2 separate regions of the Danio rerio genome follow, and region 2 is linked to region 1. The links are chromatin contacts, called in public Hi-C maps. All regions are on one chromosome and are shown on one strand. The core of a region is the stretch at or near the end of the contact, and the rest is flanking DNA. Distances in the headings are between cores, read along the strand shown.

Region 1 (7,496 bases), core at 2,957-5,456:
GTAACTGCTCTCCACTGCAGATTCAATCCAAATCCCTCATTCTATCATGCATCGCTCCTCTGCATTCTGTTCCGCTTTACCAGGTCTAATTAAATCCTTCAACTTTATTTGCAATGACCCCGCAGGTCAGTCATCTTTTCATTATACACTGCAGACTTTGAGAAGAAGCACTTATGGGAATCCCAGGGAAAAAAAAGACTTCAAGAAGCTGTCACAACACCTTGAGCCAGCCGTACGGTTTAATGGTGAGGCAAAAATGAATGTGACGGTCGGGTCTGAAGAGAATATTCCTCTGAGAGCCAGCAGTGACCAAATCCTCCATTGTTGTGGTGTTTGCTGAACATTGATAAACGACTGCCAGTGACTGAGATGGGTGAACTGGGCCAAACCTCATTTGATGAACCAGAAAATGAAATGATTACTATTGGGTCTTATTGACTGGACTGGGTGGTACACTTGCTGTTGCGTCCCTCCCAAAGGTTAATTGGACTTGAACCCAGAAAATCAAGAGGTTAAGCGGGGTCAAAATGACAGCAGGCTCATTCATCACACTCCTCAAATTGCTGCTAATCAGAAATGTCAAGGGGTTCTTGATGATCAGGCTCCACTATGCATAAATGTTGTCCATGTTCGGGCTGTTTTATGCCTTCCGCAATTGATTTTGAAATGAGAACATCATCCCAGTAACAGCATTTATACAGAGATGGGTCAGAGAAGAAATAATAGCTCTTGGATAGAGTAGACGAGTAAGAAAATAAATGTTAAATGATCATTGTGATGTTATTCACACTACGCCGCAGTCAATGCTTAACCTTGTGACTCCGTATTCAGCCATTTTGTTTAGGACTGTAATATCAGACTTTTTGAAGAAGACAGTAAAATATTAATTAAAAGTCTTTGAATGTACTAAGAACGAACTGCTTATAATTTCAAGGTGGTAGGCTGAAAAGATACTGAAAAGATATTAAATTCAATGCTACCACATCATTACAGAACACAAATGAACATTTTAATGTCAGAAGAGCAACGCTGAATTCATATTAGTGTCACGCTGCTTAGAAGATGGTTCCATTCCTCCCTTCTGATTGGTCAATAAAACGTTTCACCTGCTTTATGTGATTGTTATAAAAAACACCATCAACAGTGTTGTAAATAAATTGTACTAACAGATCACTCAGATCTTTAGGATCATATAAATCAGCGGTTCCCAACAGGGGGGTCCCAGCCCACAAAGGGGCCTCAGCGAGCTTTGTAGGAGGTTGCGTCATATTTTAAACATTTTTAGCAGTGGACAATTAGGAGAATGATCATGTTGCCTTAGTTCATTTTATCCACTGGCTGACCAAAAAAATGGACAAATTTTCCAGTCCGTCCTCCACCTTCACCTTCAGCAGCTAATACTAATGACCTAAGCATACTGGACACAGGTGAAGAAGCACCAATTCTCCAAACGGGTCGCAGCGCTAGCAATACTGGAAACACGAATTGAGGGAAATACCAAGATAGTTACCTAAACTATAGTTTAATTACATTTTCACAAAGCAATACAGTGTATTATCTGTGGTATAGTTCTTTTTAATGAACGCATAAGGCCATCCAAATTAATAAGACATTTGCAGACGTCTCATCTCTAATAGCGCAACAAGCTCAGAGCATTTTTTGAATGCAAGGCAAAATAATTGGCATACACCCAAAATAAGACTAGGGATGTCAAAGCTACTGACAACAAACTTTAAAAAAACTTGCAACTAATTGGCAACTAATTTATGGTAAATTTGAGGCCAAATGCTTACGTTTTTCAGTTACAAATGGCCAACTGATGTTTTGTTTTTATTTTGCATTAGGCTAATATTTGTGCATAAACATATCCAGATATAATAATAAACATATTGTTTGTTTGAAAACTACATTTTTTTGTCATACTTACTGCAAACTTAAATGAGCGATAATATCTTTAAATGTGAAGGGGGGCCTTACAATATTTTCCATGGTAAAAGGGGGTCTCAGACAAAAAAAGGTTGGGAACCACTGATATAAACTAGAAAGTTCAAGGGTTCAGTCAAAGCAGGGTGAATCCACTTTTAGTTACTACACCCCTAGCTGCTGTAATCAGCTTCCAAAAATGATCAGATGTGCTCAAACATTGGGCACATTCAAATCAAGATTGAAAACACATTTGTTTAGCTGTGCTTTTACTGAATGAGCACTGTGCTATGTCTGACAGATCACACTATTGTGTCTTTCTTTTCTTTTTCATTCTTTAAAAACCTGTTTTAACACATTTTATCATTTATCAAGTTTTTATCATTATTAATCACTTTTAATATTTGTTTTTATTTTATTTATACTTGTCTATTTTATTCCTGTTTATGTAAAGCACTTTTAATTACCATTGTGTATGAAATGTGCTATATAAATAAACTTGCCTTGCCTAAAATAAAGGGTTAAAATTGGAAGCAATTGTGTAAACGTAAGAAATTAAAGTCATAAATGTTAAACATTTATCATTGTTCATTGTAACCAAAAATATTAAGGTGTCAGATACTCATTAATATTGAAAAACCACATTAGCACCACATTAGTATACTGTAGTTATTTCTGAAGGATCATTGTGCTTTCAATATTGCAAGGCTTTGAAAAACCTTACACCATCAATTAGTCAAGTCCATATTTTTAAAGTCCAAACTTCTATACTTTAAAAGGCGTTTGGTTAAAGGAGTTGTAGCAGTCTCGTATGTTTTTTTTCTCTCTTTTGAAAATCTGTTAGAAAGCAGACTGGTAAAAAAAAAATGTCATTGTAAACAAAAAAAAAAATTTCCCAAAATGATAATGGCTCTGTACAATCTATTTACCCAGAAACTGGCAATATATGAAGAGTTTAGATGCAAAAAAAGCCTTTAAATGCTATTTGATATGTCTTCTAAAATCTAAAATTGGCATTTTTCTCTGATGTGTAGACTCAGAAATTTTACTTTTTTTTAGTGGTGAATAAGTTCTTTTCATTGCATTTAAAGTGAAATAACTGAACATAAACATAGGTGGCTGAAAAAATGCTCATGTTAGGAGAACATTTTAGATGGTATTTAGAGGTCTTTGCATCTGAACTTTTCTCACATACAGTGTGCAAAATATCCTGCTTATTATTTTTATTACATTCTGTTAAATGTTTTTTTTCTTAAAGATTTCACATTTATAAAAGTATTTTCCCCCAACTGTACATGTAGCCCTACTAAATGTGTGTATTAGTGAGAACGACAAAGAAAAAAAAAAGAAGAAGATGAAGTTTCAATTTCATGGCCTGTAAATGTTCTTGATTCACCTGCCAGTGGCAGGATGTGCTCTCTTCCATGCTGGCGTAGTGAAAAATCTGTCCCACTCTTTGAAAGGTATGTATCATGATCTGCCCTTATGACGGAAAGATTCTGTTTCAACATGAATCTGTAACAGCTGGTGGTACCCTGGAAAACCGATCCCTCTAATCCGGCTGCTACTTATTACTTCCCATTAAAACTTAGAGGTTGCTCACATGCATTGATTCGCAATTGCAAAAACAAGTCAAATTCTTGTCAGCAACAATATTGTAAAAAAATATGGAATTTGTAAGCGGCGTGCACACTGACAGTCCAATTCTACCTGGAAGCGGAGTGTAATTTTAAGGAAGACCGCACGCGGTGCATGTTGCTGGTGATCCCTGCTGAGTGTGACATTCTGATTTCACGCCCCCCCCTCCATAAACCCACCCTGTTCACTGCTAGCCCACATGAACAATGGCAGACAAAGCTCCCCTAATTAGCATGTCACATCCAGAGCAGAGCCCACCCCCCACCCCAAGCTCCATGGCACCGTGCCGCACGCAACAGCCTGACAGACTATCATATAATAACAGCATTCACTGGTACCACTGAAAACACAATGCTGTCTTTCTGCATATGGGATATACGGCTATTGTATTGCTCAGCCACATTTAGGCTTTTTTAAGTCTTTAGATTTGAATGTGGAACTTTTCTTGTCCACTCTGCCCTTTCTCTCTCAGCAGGGTCAGTCGAGACTTTCCTTCGCCATCAGCCTTTTCTCCTCACTGCCATCTGCAATCAGATTGTTAGCATGTCAACTCAATCTGCCGGCCTCCCTTGAGTGCGGCTCTCTGAAGCGTGAGGAGCCCTTCTCCACTAGCAGCGGATGTCCCTTAACAACACCTAGTCACTCAGCCGGGATCTTCTAAATAGGGGGTGGACGGCAACCTCACACCCCAGCATGTCAGTCGAGCTCCTCTGCGACACGCACTGACCCGGGAACTGCCACTATCAGAGGGACAGGTTGAAGGGCAAAGAGGGGATCTCGCTGTCGCTGACCCGACCCTTGAAATCAGTAGAGGAGGAGGAAAAAAGGAAGGAAAGCAACCAGACTAAAAATAAACAAGCCAAAAAAGGGCAAAGGAGGGCCATGAAGAGACTCGATCAATGCAGTTTTAGATGCTCACCACTAGATGACACCATGATTGCATGGAATGTATTGATTTATTAAAGCGATCAAGCATTAAGTGGGGGGCGTACTAATTATTACGCTGGAAATACGTACATAGACAGAGTTGGGGAATGTTTTGTTTGGGTTGTTTTTTAAATCAAGACGAACGCTTGCATGTAAATCTGTGGTCAGCAATCCTAAATGATCAATGCCAGTCCATATGGCCGAAACAAATCATTTACACTTCTGCAAAAACCTCCAAGTAAGATGTCTAAGAATAACAGTAGGCTTTATTTAAAAGGGAAAAAAGAAAAAGAATTTTCAGTTCACATCTTCATTCACTCAGCAGGTAAGAGATTACAGAGAATATGCACTCACTTTATTGTTGGGTGCACTTAAGTGGAGTGTTCCAAAGCATATAATTACCTTGTAGGCTTCTGGCCCTGAAGTATATGTGGAGAGAGGGGCTGCGTATTCATGAGACACGGGGACGGCTACGCCAGCAGATTTAGTCAGCCCGCTCCTGCCATCTTTTCACCCTCTTTTGTGTTTTACCCCTGTTGCCATGGGAATTAATTGAATAGAATTTCAGACATCATTGTCCAGGTGGGAATTTCATAGCACTGGCCGACATTTTTCACCGCTTCGTATAAAAGCAAGACCTTTCTGAGCTGGGTAGGACATACCACGCTGGGTGATTTCATGTCAAAATATATCTTGATTGTTGTAATTCATGGACAAAAATACATGGATGGTAGGTTTGTGAATTTTTGAAAGTTTTTAGGATGATTTGTTTTCTTACACAAATCAAATAGTCAATCTTGATATGAAAACAGCTAAACGCTCATTTCTTTTAAAGCTAGTGTATTTGCACAAACTGTAATTTATTCCAAAATTAGCTAATGAACAAACAATTGTAAAAAATAAAACCAATAACACACACACACGGTTTGTTTTTGTGAGTCGTGGGAACATCCTTATATTTCTATATTTTAGACTGTATAAACTTTGCCCTTTCCCCTATCCCTAAATCCAACCCACATAGCAATCTGTGTACAAAAAAAAAACTGTTTTTATTTAAAAGCTTTTTGAAAAATTGGTATAACTAATCCGCAATATGCTAATAATTTCCCATTGCCTTGCAATACCTGTGTAATACCCATGTCATTATAAATATATGTGTCCTTATATAGGGCCAGACAGATACTGCGGACATTTTTTGCTATTTCTGCGCAGAATTTTGTAATAAAAAAATATACAAATTTATGTGGAATGATTTTGGGAGTAACATACTAAATAAAAAAAACAATACATTTCAACTTTTATGTAATGTTTACAATGCTAATTCAATTAGATCCACTAACAAACTGTACTGTAAATAAATCATAAGAACATTTTCATACAGTATTAGTCAATAATATTACTGAAATAATTAAAAAACTGAATAAATATAAATGTACACACATTTACTCAAGTAAATAAATAGACTCAATGATTGGCTAAAAATCTGTGGAAATCTGCGGATTTCTGTGCGCGCACATTCTGTGTGGACCTACTTATATGTCACACACATACAATTAAAACATTTTTATTATGGGATTACGTTATAAATTCATAACTATGAAATATTCTATCTTCGTCATATCCTGAACATAAACAATGGTATTGTCTTTGTATTTTCGATTTCTATTTGGTAAAAAATTAGGATAAACAAACAAGTAATGTCAAATGTAATATAAAAAGGAGTCAGATTGCATTACATAAAATGTGTAAATCTAGCTTTCATATGTATATATTCATATCTATTTTTGATAATATTTATTGTGTGTGTGTATGTGTGTTTGTTTATGTAGCTTAAAGAGGACAAAAAATTGTATAATGGCATGACCTAGTAGTACTCCTATTAAGGTAATTTATGAGGACATAACTTGACGTGTCTCCATAATTTAAAATGCTTAAAATCATACTAAAATCTAACAAATTTTGCCACCGATTTCATGTGAGGGTTGCGTTTAAGGGTAGGGTTTAGGGCTGCACGATAGTGGAAAAATTGAACAATGCAATATTTTTATTTATTTATTTTGCGATATATATTGCGACATGAATACATTTTTAAAATCTGACTTAATATTTTTATTTGAAAAGAATTTATGATGTTAGATCGATTGTGAAGATTCCGGGGTGGGAATGCATCTTAATAAAATTATTAAACAATCTTTAAAACTTTTGGGGTCCACCAACACAATTTCGTTGCTGTCTGTGTTATTTGCATTTCTGTATTTGCATGTGTTGTGAGTATTTTCATGCACATTTTTAGTAAGAGATTGTTGAATTAATGTTTACTACTTGCATCTCCATAAAATCTAATAAACAATCTATAAACATTTTGGGGTCACTGGCACATTTTCATTGTGGTGTGCTATTTGCAGTGCATTTCTGTATTTGCATGTGTTGTGAGTATTTTCATGCATAACAATCTATAAATACGATCAAAAGAGAGATTCAAATTAAATAAAGTGTTTTATCATTCCCGAGCCTAACAATATTCAAGTACAGTAATGCTAAAAATAAATATATATATATATAATTTAATAAAATTATTCTTTGTTAAGGTAAACAATGTTACAATTTAAAGCAGAATGCTTTAAAAATCATCATACAGTTGCAGGTATCAAAACCACATGCAAATAATAATTATAATACAATCTACATTGCATATATCCTGCGATGTGGCTACTGTGAATGATCAGATTGCGATATTGATGCTCAAACGATATATTGTGCAGCCCTAGTATGTATAGGGTAAGACCATATATTAAATGAATGTTTTTACAGTATAAAAAACATTATGCTAAGAGACTTCTTATTTACTACACATGTGTAGTGTGTGTGTGTGTGAGCATATACTATATAAATATATATTATTTATTAATTATAGGATAAAGCATAAATTAAGCATAACGGGACAAAGACTAGCAGTTGTGTTAGAGTTTTTTTGAGACATTAAATTCATCTAAATGTCTTTAATATCT
Region 2 (7,496 bases), core at 1,598-4,097, 97 kb after region 1:
ATTGTGAAGGGCGCGTATGACCCAGATAGGTTTACGACACTTAATTAAACCAATCTGTGCATACCTCTGAATTTTAAATATTCAGGTGCGCGCGGTGTGCTGCCCATGACATTACTTTAAAGCTGCTGGTTATCAATAAACCTGCATTAACAACTGCACCATATAATTAAGATTATTATTTTATAAGAAATTAACCAAATAGGAGGCATTAATGCAGTAAATGAAATAAAACACAGTAGTAGCCTACCATACTGCGGGTATTAATTAATTAATTTATTTTTAATGTTAAAACTCGATGCTTTTTTATTTAGACTGTTCTTAAATGCGGAATATTTCTCATGGTTGACACTGGTTTGTAAAAGCATAATAATTTAAAACGCATATATTAAAAGAGTAAAAAAAATCAAATGCTCGTTCATATGTAATTACACAAACACATAATATTGTGCTATAATATTTCTATAGCATATCAACATTTAGGATTGAATTACGTTTTCTTTGTATTTATTTGTGAATGGATCTTCTTTATTTCTCAAGTACATGCACAAGCTGACATTGTCGCGTGGTTGGCCTCTAATCAGCAGAGAATATCTATTTCATGCATGAATTGCTGAATTCAATAACAGACAAACAAGAAAAATAAAGCGGGTATACTATCAAACCACCACACGCTTGTGGTTTAGCTTGTTAATAAAATAATCATTCACGGATGGTTATGAGCCAGCATTCATTCATCATAAATCTCGGAATGCAGCAATATAATGTCATCTTAAACATTTGTGTTTATCTTAAAACATGCTAAAAATACTAGCCTAAATCTTCTGAGTAGATTTGGCTCTATAGAAATTCCTTCCCAAGACAAATAAACCCTGAGTCCTCGAGCAAACAATGCTTTGTTAGTTGTAGTAGAATGCAATGCCTACCTGCCATTTGTAAAGGTCTCGCCGGATGTAATGGGCTTAATGGGTCACCAGCACCCATTGTTGCCCGCTCCACCACGTCATGGTCGGCCCTGCAGAAGAGCCCGTCTTCCCGCAGAGCGAACTCATCTCCTGGGATGAGCTGCCGACTACACGCCACACATCTAAAACACTCAATATGATAAACCTTCGAACGTGCTCTCATCACAAAGTCATTCTTGCTGAAACCGATGTTGCATTTTGCACATTTGATCCCGTATAACCTATAAGAGAAAAGAAAGAAACATTATAATGTGTTTTGTGTTTCTATAAATAAAAATAATGGCATCATTAAAAAAATTAACAGCTAGCTTACTCGATTTGACAACAATTGCAATAAAATGTACAGCCTATGGTAACCGAAATGCACATAATTGTAATCTAAACAACAAATGCAAATATTTAAAATAGACTATATATCTAAAGACAAATACTTTATAATTTATTTCGTTATTTAGTCAGTTAAGGATTTAACAAATACCGAAATTCATTTTTATAATATTATTTAAAATAATAATTATAATAGTAATAATAATAATAATAATAATTACATTTCTCTTTAGAGTATTGTGCATGTTTATCAACATTGTTGTTTATCCTTAACATAACAGTGGCTTCTAAAATTCCGTACTGTCAAAAATAATATGAAATTTCACAGATAAATGCTGTAATGCCACAGTCTTGATATGAACAAAGCTCCACAATAATTTTAAAGTAATTGCGCTGCAGTCTCATTTAAGACAGGAGATTAGCATATAGGTGCTGTCCAGTACTACAAAAAAAAATGAATGACAGCATGCTGCCGTAATGCAGCAATTAATAACAAGAGGTTACTGTCATTCAGTCATACACACTAGAAAACTAAAACATGACCTAATTAATCTGCGTTACCTGATGTAGTCCCGTTTACAGTAAGTTTTCCCGTCTCGCACAAAACATGTACAGGACTCGTCCAGATACTGGTTACATTCTGCACATTTCAAACACGCCGCGTGCCACTCCAGATCCGGCGACACGCGCAGAATATACTGGTCATGGATTTGATTCCCACAGCCGACACACAACGAGATTAGACGCTTTTCTAAATGAATAAGGAAGAAAGAAGGCATAGAAAAGTTGTGTTAATATTTTTTTAAAGCAATGATCAGACAACCTAAAAGTGTTAGGCTATTTGTAAAAGTGTAAAACTGCCTTATTTTGATCAGTGTTATATCATTAATCTCTGTGTAAAATTAAAGACAATGTGACATTGTGATGATAACGGTGTTTATGAAAATTTAAAAAGGAAAAGTATGTCACAGTAGAACCAAGATAAGCATTATAATTACTGTTGTTGTTGTTATAATGCCATTATTAATAGGCTATTATTAATAATAATAATAATAATGATGATAATAATAAATAGAAAATAATAAATGTTCAAATATTAAATGTTATTTTTCTTTTAAGTCCTAGTAGTGATTTAAACTTGTGTATTGGTCCTAACAGCGGCTTGTCATTATCTGTTCAGAACTTTTAAACTTTTCACAACGCGAAACAAACTCCTAAAATTATAAAAAAATAATCGACATGCAGACATGCTTTGTTAAATATTCGCCGATTAGAATGTCAACTGTCAACAGACACGTAAATAAACAATAAAGCTTAACTTACTTTTCGGTGGATCCCCCATGTCTCCCATGTCAAGAAAGTAAGGCGGTGTTAGGTCCACTTTTAAAACCGGACAGAAGGCCCTTAGTGCCCGTGTTTTTATCTGTGAAGGTGGGAAAGTGGCCGAGGGTTCGAGGTGTTGCAGGACTTCCCGAAATCGAGATGCTTGCGATTAGAGTTAGGGGTGTGTGTTGAGCTCCGGTGTTTGGTCACTGTATTGATGGGCCACTCTTGTCCCTATCCCTCTCTCCCTCTCTGAAACTCCGCCGGCTTCAGCTCTTCTCTCTCTCTCTCTATTGGTCTGACGTAGGACACTCATACGTCACCTTTATGAGAAGCTGATTGGTTATGGAAAGACGACCAGCTGTTCGGTGCCCAGGCCGATGGGTTCTTGCATTTTGCCTTTCGTATTTCATTCATACGTTTTTAGATCCGCAAGATGTTAAAACTAATCTTAATAATAATGATGATGATGATAATAATAATAATAATAATAATAACAATAATTGAAACAAATAATAATGAAAACATTAACTTTAGAACTGTTTATTTATCCGTTTATCTGTTTTTTTTTAGCTAGCCCGTAGGCTACTTTTATATCAGGCTATTTACAATTAATTATTCTCTATTTTGAGCAGGAAATTTAAATGTGTAGCCTATTTAAAGCAGGTGTTACATTCATGAAAACATAGTTTAAAAACTGGAAAAATAACAGTTATGGAAATGCACCGCGGTTTTGTAAACATTCAACATTAAACATTAGAATTAAATGGATACTAAACTGAAGCTGAATATTAATGTAGAACAATTTACATCAAGTCGTTTTGATAAATCTGTTTTCTTTATGAAATCACAAAAGTTAATCTGTTTTTGGTCTGATGGACATTTTGGGTTGATGGACAATCCCTCTCGACCAGTGTTCAGATTTTCAGAGGGAAAGGCGCAAATCCGTATTTAGGCAGTTGCACACAGGGGTGCATAACACGATTGAAATCGATGGCACATTTCAGGCTTGTCGCTATTCAAACTAAAACGCAATTACAGCACATAATTGCAGATAATGACCGTTTTAAACTGCGCGAGGCACGTGGTAATATAATCTCAATGTAAGAGAAGGATTGGTTGAACAAACAGGCAGAATATACTACAGAGCTGCCAAATCACCTGCGCCTTTTACAGAGGCAAGAGGAAAAATAATTATTTGATCTATAGATCTATATGAGCTAAACTACGAGCTCAAACAGCCCAGAGTAGTATTGCATTTCATTGTTGTCTTGGTTTGTATTTATTAACAACATTTGATTTATATAGATTAATCTTAATTGACAAAAAAAAAAAAAAAACACAAAAATGAATCTGTACGTCCTCACTGACAGTGATGGCCAGGACAAAACAGTGGCCGAGATATGACAGCCGGGTTACAGGCAACCGAGCATCGCTATAACAGGCACAAACACGCCCTCTTGTGTTAGAAATATGACCCAAAGCAGAATCACCAAACAAAGACATATGCAAACATGGGCGAGGGCTTGCATTAATTCCTAATTCTGCTGGACAAACACGTCAAGTTGTTTGTTGAATATTTGAGAATTAAAAACCCCATTTGAAATAAACAGTTGAAAACGTGTAAAGCTTTGTTTCTGCTACAGCTGTTTATGTGCATCATGTTTCTGCCTCATATTTGTAAGATCACAGTATGTCTCAGTTGCTACTGTTTGAGGAACACCATTTGCTCTGTTGTTTTTGAAATATTTTTGAACATCAAACATGTTATTGTCCACTAAATTCGAGCAAATTCTATGCAACACCTTTAATGCCAAAATATTTAAGAACGAGACAGTGTGTTTAACAGATAATTGCGATTTGTTTGTGTATCCATTTGTATTGGTGTACAATATGTCACCATAATTCATCAAATCCATATATCCAATTGTTTTGATATCCAGCAGAATATACTCATGAAGAATGACTCTTTATTTGCATTGCGCTTTTGCGTATTTGATTCAACATGGCGCATCAAAAAGCATCATGTAGCATGAGGAAAAATGTGAATTGTGAATGTGTATTCCTCAACAATATTCATCGGTCTTAGTAAAGAAAGAAACAGTTCAGGTAAGCAAGAATTTTAACATTTTGCAACAAACTGCAGTTGACTGATTTTGCTAAAGTAAAGTAATGCATTTTTATGCTGTCTTCCATCACCACATTTGCCAGTATAAATTATGAATTGACCATGGAAAAACACTTTAATACTCTCTCTTAAATCTCTCTCTCTGTCTCTGTCTCTCTCTCTCTCTCTCTCTCTCTCTCTCTCTCTCTCTCTCTCTCTCTCTCTCTCTCTCTCTCTCTCTTTCTCTTTTCTCTCTCTCTCTCTCTCTCTCTCTCTCTCTCTCTCTCTCTCTCACACACACACACACACACACACACACACACACACACACACACACACAGTAAACAGTAGTAGTAAAAAAGATATATACATATAATAATTAAATAAAATTATAAATAATATAGCAAATTGTTATTCAATATATCACATTGTTATTCAGTGTATCACATTATTTTTCAATATATCATTATATATCCATAAAAAACATAAATAAATAAATCAGAATAAACTGTACATTTAACAATCAACATTTTAGGATAAAACATTAATAAATAAAACAATAATAATCAATATATTTACAATATATTACATATTAGCTATTACAATATATTAACAATATATTACAATATATTAAATATGAACTCTCTCTTACTCTTTCACAATAAACAGTAGTAGTAGTAGTAAAAGATATATACATATAATAATTAAATAAAAATATAAATAATATATCATATTATTATTCAATATCACATTATTATTCAAAATATCATATTATTATTCAATATATCATGTTATTATTCAACATCACATTATAATTCAATATATCATGTAATTATTCAATATCACATTATAATTCAATATATCATGTTATTATTCAATATATCATGTTATTATTCAATATCACATTATAATTCAATATATCATGTTATTATTCAATATATCATGTTATTATTCAATATCACATTATAATTCAATATATCATGTTATTATTCAATATATCATGTTATTATTCAATATCACATTATAATTCAATATATCATGTTATTATTCAATTAATTCATCTCATATGATTATTTTGATTTATTATTATTTCTATTGTTATAAATTAAACTACATTTAACAATCAACATTTTAGGATAAAACATTAATAAAAACAATAATAATCAGTATATTTACAATATATTACAAATTAACTCTAACAATATATTAACAATATATTACATGATATACATAATATTACACTCACTCTCTTTCTCTATCACTCACTCACAGGCACGTGTGTGTGTGTGTCTGTGTGCGCGCGCGTGTGTGTGTGTGTGTGTGTATCTAAAAGACAGAAAATTGGACATAAATCATAAAAATGTTCACATTATTCAATAATAATACAGAAATTATAAAAAGATATGCAGGTGTGGACCTATAAATCAATATATTTTTATATTATAAATTATAATAAACTAAATATAAATGAAATCATTAAAAATTTTTATAAGATTTAACTCAAAACTCATGCTTTAAAGTCTGTTTAATGGGTAGGAAATTGCATACTGTGTTGTTTTCACAGTTGTTTTCCTGTCTGCAGTGCCTTACCAAAAAGTCATCATAGTTCAAATGCATAAACACAAATAATCTTATCCCAGACTAATTCTATGATGTTCCTTCTTATTACGTTAAAACAAATTCCCAGATGAATTTCTGAGAACTTAAACAATATAATGCCTCAGATCATAACATTACTTGTGCAAATAGCTTTAAAGTCATACATCAGTCTCAGAACAACAATTATTTGCTGTTAGGCTTGAAGGAGTCATGTTATCCTTTGTCATATTCTCTATGAGACTACCAGCCATTCTTACAGTATATAATCACTGGACAACAGCTCAGGAGGAAGTGGCACAAGACGTTTGTGGATTTTATATTCACAGAATAACACAACTATACTCTATCCTAACAGCAAATATTGTTCTTATCCACAAACAGTAAATGTATCACATTTAGCTCCTGGTTATAAACAATAAAGCTTTTATTCTAACAGTTTTCTCTTGAAGTTTATAAACTGTATAAATTAGGATAATGTTAGAGCTGTAGCGTAAAGATAATCATTGTGGCTTTCTCGTTGAAATTAAGTATGACACCCATCCTGACCTCTCATTAACCTCTGTTTCATTGATCACCTTCACCAGCTTGGCTGAATTTGGAACAAGCTTCTCAGAGGTAATGGAGGATAGAGCACAACCTGAAGGATGTCTGCTATTGACAGAGTGCGGTTTATGTAATGTCATTCAGTTCAATAGCTTGCATTAGTTCCCTTGGTAAGGAGAAAAAGGGGCAAATCTGTTTTGTGAGATATTTGCTTTGTACAACCTCTCGGCCTCAAAGACTGAAGACCTTGGATCTGTGCATTCAGTGGGAAATGTACCTACATATATATATATATATATATATATATATATATATGTCTTTATGTGTGGCACGACTACCAGTTCTAGATTCCTTTAATGAATTGTTTATATGGTTGCAGGGTTTTGTTCTCAAGAGCACAGCGGCGTGTGCTCTCTCAGCCATTTTGAGAAGTACAAGTCTCAATGTGCTTGTAAATTTAGCTTGTTAGATTCCATGCCGAAGTCTCCTTCAAGCACAGTAGCCGCTTCTTACAGCTCAGCAGGAGTCCATTCGAGATGAATGGCACGAGCAGCGTTTCAGCTACTTTGCGTGCTTCTGTGCCAGCGCGTGCATGTGTGTGTGTATGTGCATGTGTCATCATTTCTTTAGACCTA

The links. Hi-C and Micro-C count contacts between places; a contact is called where the count stands out from the background.
Region 2: a contact with region 1 is called in a Hi-C map of embryo, with 2.0 times the contacts expected there. The contact joins the promoter of isl1a here to the enhancer-like site in region 1. A contact is called at or near these places in 2 of 18 Hi-C or Micro-C datasets (both in embryo).

The regions. Positions count from the first base shown.
Region 1 is chr5:41,563,400-41,570,895 of GRCz12tu, forward strand. The region is part of intron 1 of LOC141385704; the gene reads right to left. Among named protein-coding and RNA genes, the nearest start is that of isl1a, 98 kb to the right of the region's middle. Within about 2 kb of position 4,207, at least 23 of the 62 cell types and tissues checked have an H3K27ac peak or open chromatin away from gene starts, as enhancers often do.
Region 2 is chr5:41,662,244-41,669,739 of GRCz12tu, forward strand. isl1a (ISL LIM homeobox 1a) reads right to left here and starts at 2,848. Exons shown (of 6, transcript NM_130962.1): 1 at 2,613-2,848; 2 at 1,851-2,040; 3 at 924-1,183. The coding sequence starts at 2,640. The region is part of intron 1 of LOC141385704; the gene reads right to left. All of the region lies in intron 2 of LOC141385574 (a long non-coding RNA gene), which reads left to right.